2 separate regions of the Mus musculus genome follow, and region 1 is linked to region 2. A link is a contact called in public Hi-C data. All regions are on one chromosome and are shown on one strand. Each heading gives the region's core, a stretch centred on a gene start, on an enhancer-like site or on the middle of the called end of the contact. The rest is flanking DNA. Distances are from core to core; before and after follow the strand shown.

Evidence for each region. Hi-C and Micro-C count contacts between places; a contact is called where the count stands out from the background.
Region 1: a Hi-C map of muscle stem cells shows a contact between it and region 2, with 3 times the contacts expected there. The contact joins two enhancer-like sites. A contact is called at or near these places in 2 of 15 datasets of contacts at CTCF or cohesin (embryonic stem cells and pro-B cells), 57 of 484 Hi-C or Micro-C datasets (the 3T3-L1 cell line, the AML12 cell line, the F1.1 cell line and 23 more), 4 of 115 datasets of contacts at active chromatin or transcription factors (cardiomyocytes, embryonic stem cells, fibro-adipogenic progenitors and 1 more) and 2 of 9 other capture datasets (embryonic stem cells and embryonic tail).

The regions. Positions count from the first base shown.
Region 1 is chr1:90,585,636-90,590,938 of GRCm38.p6, reverse strand. No RefSeq gene overlaps it. Among named protein-coding and RNA genes, the nearest start is that of Gm35192, 5.4 kb to the right of the region's middle. Within about 2 kb of position 2,383, at least 37 of the 459 cell types and tissues checked have an H3K27ac peak or open chromatin away from gene starts, as enhancers often do. A contact at or near this core is called in muscle stem cells, where this site is marked.
Region 2 is chr1:90,466,148-90,470,962 of GRCm38.p6, reverse strand. The region is part of intron 1 of Gm28722 (a long non-coding RNA gene); the gene reads left to right. Among named protein-coding and RNA genes, the nearest start is that of Gm28722, 35 kb to the left of the region's middle. Within about 2 kb of position 2,997, at least 4 of the 459 cell types and tissues checked have an H3K27ac peak or open chromatin away from gene starts, as enhancers often do. A contact at or near this core is called in muscle stem cells, where this site is marked.

The sequences.
Region 1 (5,303 bases), core at 1,134-3,633, 120 kb before region 2:
GCACAGAGCTGATAAGTACTTCCCAGCAAAGTGGCAAGTTACAAAAATACACACACACACACACACACACACACACACACACACACACACACACACACACAAATCACTAGGTGTCCCATGGACCAGTGATAAACACACTGAAATAATCCCATTCACAAATTAAAATAGGATAAAGTGTCTGGGCACACAGCTAGCCAGGGGAATGAAAGGAGTCTACACTGAACTGGAGAGAGAAGTTGAGGGAGCCACATGGGAAGGCCTGGCATGCACTTGAATGGAAGGAACGGATCTTGCTGGCAGGGACCATCCTGCCAAATGCAGCCTACGGATCCAGTGCAATCCCAATCGAGTTTCCAGCTCCTTTCTTCACAGACATAGGGGGAAAAAACCTAAAATTGTATAAGGAAGCACAAAAGATCAAGGCAACCAAAGCAACCTGAACACAAAGAAGGCTGTGGAGGGTATTGCTATTCCTGAGCTTAGCTATGCTACAGAGCTATAGTGATAAAAGCGCCTTGGTGCTGGCTGACACAAAATAAAAACAGACATGTAGATCATGGGGATAGAGCTGAGGTCACGGATGTAAGCCCATGCTACTACAGCCCTGACTGTTGAAACGTATTTTATTTGTTATGTGTGTGAGTGTCTCGCCTGCATGTCTGTGTGTACACCACATGTATGCAGTGGCCATAGAGGACAGAAGAGGACATCAGATCCTCTGAACCGGGAGTCACAGATGTATCATTGTGAACTACCATGTGGCATTTGCAAATCGGACCTGGGACCCCTACAAGAGCAGTCAGTGCTCTTAACTACGAAGCTGCCTCCCCAGCCACTGCCACTTTGACAAAGAGAACCAGGGTCCTTCTTAACCAAAGAGAAGAAAAACAGGAAACAGATTAAAGAATGGGAACACACACAGTTTGATAGGAAAAATGGAGGTGAAAAGACCTAAAACCCACTAGGAACATAGACAAAGGCCTGGACAGACAGACCCTCAAAGCACACACTAGGCACAGAAGAGCAGAAACTCTGCTCCATTTGTGGAAGAAAAAAAAAAGGTAAAAAGGTAAAACTGAAATATGACATTTTCTCCACATTTCTTCAAAAGGGTGTCTGTTTAAGCTGGGTGTGTGTGACACAGGAAAAGGAAAGGCAGAAGGATCCTGGGCACTAGTTCGTCCTCAGCTCCTTAGTGAGTTCAAGGCCAGGCAGGACTATGTGAGCCCATACCTTGATCAAACCAGAAAGGAAAGTAGGAAGGTGCTTTTCCTGTGTGTAGGAGCCAGGGAAGGGGCTCCAAGATACACTCCAAGTTCCCCACAACCATGTGACGAATCAGATTCTCTCTGTCCTTAACTTCCACCCCGGTTTTCATTTGAAAACATTTTAAAAGTTGCCTTGACACTTTCCAGGTAAAATCCTGGAATGTGAGAATCAACAACACCCTCCTGTCATTGCTGCAACCACAAACACTCCCAGAATGGGCTCCCAGAGCGCTGGAGGTTGGAGGGATGGAAGGACTTATGGAAAACATGCAGTTCCATGGACCATGCGACCCAGTTTAATTCCTTAGCAAAGCTGTTACTGTGAGTTTATGGACAGAGGAATAAAGGATACTTAGAGAGATACAGACAGGGGAAGCCAACTAGTGCTCCAAGTGTCCTCTGTCCTGTGCTCCAGCACATGCTGCCCCTAGCCTGTGACTTAGAGCTTTTAGTAGGAAGATCACAATGGGTTGTTCTCAATAGGAGCTTGACAGGACAGGAGAGATAAGTAGGGGGTAGATGAAACTAGTGTCCACCTGCAAGCAGGAGGTTGGATGGTGCCTCTAGCTCAAACCTCAAACCTTCAACCTTCTTGTGAGCTCCCTTGGGCTTTCCCATTAAATACCCGGAGCATTCTATGAAATTGTCTGAAGCATCCTTTTCTGTGGGTTGCCCTGGAGGATAGGGATTCACTGTGTGACTTAGATGATGAGGAAGGGCAACCAGCCCTGCTTACCTTTTGCATAGTCTTGTGGGATTTCCTGGAGGCACTTTAATCAAGAGGCACGGGGCTTTCCTCTTCTGCTTTTGTTTGCTTTCTGATGCTAGAACAAAATACTGGAGGCGGGCACATTATCACAAAAAAGAGGTTTACTTCAGGGTACAGTTTGAGATGCTGTCTGTAAACTCATAACAGCTTTGCTTGGGAATTGGGTGGCTCTGGGATGGGTCTGGCCCCTAAGCTGGGAATGGCAGAGTACGGTGGGTTTATATCATGAGCATGCAGATGTGAGAGGCCAGGATAGGAGAGGCTGCAGAGCTGGAGTCTGGTAATGGGTTTTACTAGCAGCCTCAGACCATTACTTCCTGCTCCTGGGAAATACAAAAGGCACCACAAGGTGGCACTCATCACAAAGTCTCTGACCAGGCAGAGCTCGGCCATGGAAAAACTGATGACTAATTCTGGATTTGCAAAAACAAGGCAGACAAAGGCGGTTAGACTCACCCTAAAATTTGTAGTTTGATTGGTATAATTCTTAGTTCAGCTGAGACTGAAGAGTTGGCGTCTTTGAAAGTGACCTTCAGACAAGGAGTGTGTTCAGCCACAGAGATGCATATACATTCACATATATGTACTCGCACGCATGCTATCAACTAACACATGTGCACACACACATGCACACTTACATATACACCCACATGCACACACACACATGTGTATGCACACACATGCATGAGTACACACACACACACACACACACACACTGCCTTACATGACCCCAGCTCTTCCTCAGGGCGCTAGAAGAGGGTGAGAGTCAGGTTGTGGCACCTCAGGTCGTCCTGTGACAGTGTTATAGTCCTCAAACCACAGGGACATGGAGGAGTTTGGTTTCAGGCAAGAGTTACCCCCTTTCTAGACACCCACTGCGTATGTGTATGCTGCTGGCCACCATCCCATCCATGGTCCCTGACTGTCCCACCAAGACAGGTAACAAGGATTCAGACAATAAGAATCACAGTGACTTGCCAGGGCCCAGTGTGTGCCACCTTTGCCCCCTGTGTGTATTTCTAGAATTTCCCCACCCTGAGCGCCTCTGGCACAGCGAGAGTCTATGTCTGAGCTACTTGGCTCTACAATGCATGGAGAGGAGAGGATCTACTCTGAAGACCTGGGCCCATCTCACACTATCAACATCCTGGTCTCTCACCTCAGTGGGCAAAGCAGGACAGTACAGGGAGACCCCGCCTTACCCATGATTCCTCCTTTCACCACAGGACTTCAATGACACCAACGTAGGACCTGAGGGGCAGGTAGTCTTGGGTAGGACAGAGTACGAAGGGCCTGAGACACCATGCATCACCTTGCACAGGTCAGAGCCAGCAGGACCTACAGCACTGTGAAGAGGCCCAGCTCTGAGCATGGCCACTGCTCTTGTTCCATCACTGTCTGAACTGTCTGTCCTCTGTGTCCCCACTGCTGTGGGATTGGGACCACATTCTAGTGCATGACACAGAACTGGCCTCAAAATTGAGACTTCATTTCACTGTCTAATTGTCCCCGAGTTAGAAAGAAAGAGAACTAAATTGTTCGTGTTTCTACATGTTTTGTGTATTAGTGGTGAATGGCGATATCGGGACAAATGCCTGCAGGAGATTGCCACTGCCCTAACAGCATTGTAGTTAGGGATTTCCCCAGTCTTAGGTAGAAATTGAACTCTCTATGCAATAGTGGTTCAGGTAAAGAGCAGGTGACCTGAACGTGAGTAATTTGCTCTGTCTGACTCATTATCAGCTTGCCCCACAGCACACAGTGTGAAGCACCACACTAGCTCTTTTTCCATGAGAGTGTTGTTGTTGTTGGAGGTGGTGGTTGTTGTTACTGTTGTTTTAACTACCCCTGGTCCCTGGTCTGTGCCATAAGTGCCATAAGTGCAACTTAGTGGGCTGGGGACATCTGCATTCTGACCTCTTCACGTGTCCTGTGTCCCTCAGTTCCCTCTCTTCTCCTTGGCACCTTGGCCACGATGCTCGCTCTCCCAAACACAGAGTGTAGTCAGCAAACGGATCCCTGTGCATCAGCTGCAGGAGCAGCCATGCGGGTGAGGAAAGGCAGTGGTCTGTGGCTGTCACAGCATCTGAAGTGGAGTGGAGCCACTGGGCTGCAGAGAGAAACAGTGCAGGCTGTGGGAGATTGTTCTGGAACCACCCTGCATGGCCGGACCAGTGTAACAGCCTGCTTTGTCTGTAAGAAGACTGCCTTTCTTTTAGCAATGCACACTGGAGCTGCTGGGCCTGACCTTTAGACCAGCTTGGTATGATAACCGAGCTCTTGGCCCACCAGGGCTCACCAGCCCCTAGCCTTCACTCTGGACTTCTTTGTTTAATAAGACTCCAATGTCTCTTTGTTTCTGAACTTCTAAGAGACCTCCTTGGCCTCTGTCTGTCCTCCATGACAGTTCCAGCTTTGCAATTAGTCCCAGATAGAAATCTTTCGGTTGGTTAGTCATCTCTGTTTCTTGACCTTGACAATTCACATCCGGGCAGCCTAGGGATTGTGGTACATCAAACACAGTGATAACTCAAAGCACCCAGAAATCACGAGAGCCAGAAATTGGGTGAGACCCTACTCTGTGAAACAGATTGGCAAAAGGAAGTCCTCAGGGGAACAGGAAGCAGGGGTTTGTCCTGGGTCTTCCTAGGAAGTAGATGCCAAGATGCTCAAATATGTAATAATGACATTTTAAAATATGTCGCTGAGGGACAAGGCAGACCAAGTTGGTGAGCATGAAAGGGGCCTCCTGCTGAGGCAAATATGAGTCTGGAGAATTGAGGGAGATAAGTGTGGTGGAAGGCCCGGCCCAAGCTTGGAATAAGAGTAGGGTCTCACCCAATTTCTGGGGAGAATTTTCAAATTGGGGAAATTAAGGGGAATCTGCAGGTGACTGGGCTCCTCACTCACTGGGTAGAGCAGCGTGAGAGTGAGGAGTCCCCTGGATAGATGCAGATGTTAAACAGCTCACAAGCTACTGCTCAGGGAAAACACAGCTCTGCTGTCTTGGATAAAGGCAACCATGAGGGAAAGGGGAAACATGGGGAGAACTGAGAAGGAATTCTTGTAGTCAGGGATTCTGCTCACATCTAGAGGAAAATGTATTTAATATGAAGCCTGCTTCCAACCCAGGCGATGGAGAGGCAACTTTGAATGGGTCTGGAAATGAGTGTTATGTATTTATGAAACAAGGCCCAGAGACCCTGGATGGCAGGAAAGGCTGCTCTGAACAGCAAACGGCAAGCTTGTCTCTGCAGGCAGAGAAA
Region 2 (4,815 bases), core at 1,748-4,247:
ACTGAACATTAGATTCCCCAGGATGCAGGAGCCCTCCCAGGGTCACTTTTGGCAGCACCACCCAGAGTCTGTGGTTGAGCCCATGCCAGAGGAAGACAGAGCATCCTTGGTAGATGCTGCGTCAGTGTGAGGCTGGGGTCCTCGGTCAAGGCACGAGTCGGGGAGAAGCTTTTCCAGGACCAAGAAGAGATAGCCCTACGAAGGCAGAGATGAGCTTACTCATGGCAGACAATGAGGGAGTCAGAGGGCCAGCTTCTCCTGCAGCCCTCATACCCAGAGAGGCAGTGAGAATGCTGAAAGCTCGCAGGAGTGGCTTCCTTGAAGAGCCCCCTTGTGGAGATGGCTCTTTTGGGTGGGTACCTGGCAGAGCTGAACTTTGCTTCCCCTCCTTCTGCAGGAGTCCATTGTGTTGCCGGCTGGGAGTCGTGTGATGGACACGTTTGCATCTGGAGGGAAGCTGAACATCCAGAGAGACTAAGAGAAAACACACCTGCTGATGTCAGCGTGGGGAAGGGGCAGGGAAGGGCTGAGGAAGGGCTTCCAGGATTAAGGATCCATGCACATAGGCCAGGATGCCAGAGCTCTCTCAACTGGGGCGAAGAGCATGCTCCCTGCAAACCTCTGTCTTTATGGGAACGGCTTCTTTTTTCTTTTTTTTAGTTTTATGTATGTAGTTTTTAATTGACACTTAGTTGTACAGGCTTGCAGGACATGGCATGCCATTTTAATAGACACAGCAGCGTGACATGAACAGTTCTGGCCATTATACACACCCTTCACATTAAACTTCTTTTGTTACTTTCTAGTCGGAACATTCAAATGCTTTTTCTCCTAGAGAAATTCCTTTGAGATGCACAATCAATGATTACAAAGTACGGCCGCCCTACAGTCTCAGGGCATTGGTGGTTGTGTTTGCTCTTTTACGCACTGGGCTACTTTGCCCATTCCCACTCAGCCTCTGACATCCATTACTCCTGTCTGCTCTTCTGTAAGACCAGCAGTGTTAGATTGCACACGTATGTGAGACTCTGTAGTGTGGAGTGCGCATGTGCACCCTTGTCTTTATTTTGCTTAAGGTAGCTATCTCCAGGTGAGGGTGCATTCTGTTTTAGGGCTGAGTAGTATTCATCTGTGAGTCCATGCCACCCTTTCTTTACCCACTCATACCTTGGCTATTGCTACACTCACTAGCATACTGTAAGTGACAGAGGAGAACTGTAAGAGACAGCACGCATGCAATTCATGCTCATCATTCATCATTAATGTGTAGACACGACTGCAGAACCAATCCCCTTCTGCCCCAGGAGTTGAGCAGGAGACAGATTCCAGGGCTTATAAAACCCACACTGGTGTCTCCTATAAACTACAACCCAGTCTCCTCTGGGGGAGACGCCCTGAGCCATGTCCCATTCATAAGGATTGAACAGGGACAGTGGGCTGAGGACATCACCTCAGTGGTCTGTGAACCCCATTCAGGAACTGCTTCCCCCTGGTTCTGGCTGGGTGCCATCAGGACTCAGTTGCAGTGTCCCCAGGTGCAGGCTTTAAAATCGATGCTTTTCCTTGAGAATCTGGTGGCTCCTCCACCTGGTGAAAAAATCCCTTTCATTAGGGAGGAAAAGCATGGGCCATCTCAGCTGTGAAACCAACAAGCTGTCTGTAGCAGGGAGCTTCATCAGCCTTTGGCACAAGGCTCAGACACAGGATCAGACCTGTAACTGGCTTCAAACATGCTTAGTTTTCCCAGAACAGCCCATGATCTGGATATAGGATACAGGTTTGTTGCTCACTGTGTGGTCAACCTCACCAACCCCAGATAAAGAAAGTAAGAAGAGCCTCTAAACTTCTCTCTTATTTTCTAGGGTCTCATCTTTTGGGGCTTCTGCCTACTGCTGGGAATCCCAGCCCTCACCCAGGTTCACCCACAGACTGAGGCAGGGTGGTCCCTCGCACTGTGGGTGAGGCCACTGGAGTATGGATGGGAAGAGTTGCAGGAGGGGACTTAGACTCATTGGACATAGGAGAGTACCAGAATGCCTTTGCCAGACCAGTATGAGAGATGCTATGTCATGACCTCAATTCTTGTTGCTTTTCATCAAATCTGTCTGGAGAGGATTTTTCCAAGGCAAAGACTCATTCAGAGGGATGTGGTTAACAAGAGGAGTCCTGGGGAAGCTGTGTTTTCATTACACAACAATAGCAGATAACATAGCCTGGATCCTGGGCTGTACTCCAGGCTAGACCTCAGCCTTGTGACCCAACTTATGTGTCACAAAACACAGGCTGCACACTACAGATGTCCTTCAGTAGCGTAAGACACTCGCTCTGTTCTGAAACTGGGTGGAACATGCCAGGATTTGCCAAGTGGTTGATTCAACTGACAGTTGTTAGATGTGGCTTGTATTCTAGGTGTTCTTCTTGTAACTTTAGAATCTAGGCGATAGAGGAGGACACCATGAGGGTAAATAAAGGAGGAGGCACCAACATTCATGGCTGTTTTAGGTGCTGGCAGAAGGGACTGGAGGGATGGCTCAGTGGTTACGAGCATGCCCTGGTCTTCTAGGTGATCCAAGTTTAGTACTAATGGGGGTCTGACACACCAGGCCTCTGTGGACATCTGAGGTTACCCTTCCCAATGCCCATAAAAGCAGTTTAGAAGGCATCCCCCACTTGTTGGCAGTGCCCTGAATACTTCCTTCTGGGAGCATGCACATGAAATTTTGGGGGTTGCTTTCTGTCTACAAAGTCAGGTAACCCATACACCTGCTAAATTGGCCTCCCAGTCAGTGGCACACATGCAGAACTGCCCTGCTCAGTGACAGGAGCAAGATGCAGAACTAAGACTTCTGGCAGATTTGTGGTGTAGAAAGGGGAAGAAATGAAAATGTGTGGACTTTCAATGTCCTCTGCATCTCTAGCGAGCCTGCACTCTGCTCTTCCCCATGACCCCGTGGGGTCAGGACAGACGCTGTCTCCAGTTTGCTCCTAGGGTGTGTGCCTTGCCCAGATCACAACCCTGGAAAATCTCCCAGCTGGTCCCAGTCCATGGCTGCTTGAGGCCCACACTCATACTCTGGCCTTCACACCCGCCCATTTCCAATGGTGTGAAGAATGCGGAGAAAAGGGGGTATTGTGGAGAGGGCAAGAGCGGCGAAATGGCCATGTGGTCCATTGCACAAACTGAATCCAATTTTCAAGACCGTCTATGTAACCCCAAACCACCAGTCAATTTATGTGTTCTGAGCAGCTGGCTGTGGCCTGGGAAAAGAGTCACTAAACTTCCTGTCCAGGGCTGAGAGCTCCAAGCTGCCCAGCGCTCAGGTTTTCTTCATCGATTCATCTAGCTGAGCAGATTCTGAGGGTGATGGGGCTGTAGGTTAGAGCATCTGTGTGGACTGTATCTTCTTCTGCATGGAGCGAAGACACGAGTTCTGTTTATTCTAAGTTTCCCTGTGGTTATAGAGACAGGAACTTTACAAGGCAAGACAAACTCACATTGCCAAAACGAGGTTTACAGAGAACAAATTGAAGCCAGTGTGTTGCAAACAATACATCATTTTGAAATAATGAGCAGAAAGTTCTCACTCTCTCAGGCCGCTCAGACTGATGCCGAGTGGATTTTCATGTGCACGTGCACCTGTTATGTCTTCACCCCTACCCCACTGAGTGTTTTGAGGCTTTTGTGCTTGCCTTAGTAAGGTTACTGCAGAGACCACACAGTCTTCCTTGTGGCTCTAGAGTGGCTTCCAGGTCTGTCCAAAGTCACTGATGACAGGCAGACACTAACCATCCATCTCTCAAAATCAGTCTTCATAAGAGGGTGGGAACAGATGGAGAAGCCAGGGAGAAAGGCAAAGAACAATCCAGAAAGAGACTGGAGTGGAAGGGGGAGTAGGAATAGACACAGAGCCCAAGAGTGGAGCTTAAAAATCAGGAGGTGATCCAAGTACGGATCCCATCTTCAGTACGGATAACAGCACCAGATTCTAGCAAGAAGACCTTGACATGTTTGTGTTCCAGAGCTGTGTGGGCCGTGCCTGACTTGTACCACTTAAAGGATTAGTTTGGGTATAGGGAAATAAGACCCATTTACTGTTTGTTGCCTTGTTCAACTAAATAACTCCTGTGGCTTCTCTTTTGAGCATGATCAGTTGATCCACAGACACCATGTCCACGGGCCCCGGAGAAGGACCCCGGAGGCTAAGGATGGATATTGGTCCTCAGTCAACCCAGCAGAAGGACAGCCAGGGATGCCCTGAGCAAGGGATGCTCAGGCCAATCCGGGAAGCTTTTGACCTGTTTCACTCCCTGCCCCCTTGAGAGCAGCATTTCCTATGGTTTACAGGAGCTAGAACTCTGAACCTTCCACCCAGGCCTGTGAAGAAATGAGGTGACCCAGGATGCAGCGTGTGCAACTTATTTTTTAAAAGACACTTTAACATATCTGATGAATATGCTAACCAAGGCTGTGTTTAACAGATTAGATATGCATATGGAAAAAGGAGGAGAAGGAAATAGCACATATCCAAATAACTTTGTACCCATAACAATTATGTTGAGTGCTTGCCAGAACTGAGCAAAACATTGAGGGGGGATCTAATCTGGGGGCTTATGACCCATGAACAGAGAAAAGTGAGGTGGATGACTCAACTCCACAGAGAGCTGGGCTCATCTGTTGTCCTGCATACAGGAAAGGGGAGGCCAGGCTTCTGAGAGGCATCATGTCCTGTCTGTGAGGAGTTAGTCCCTGCTTTTCAAATACAAACACGATGATGATTATGACTATGACAATGATGATGATGATGACAACTACAA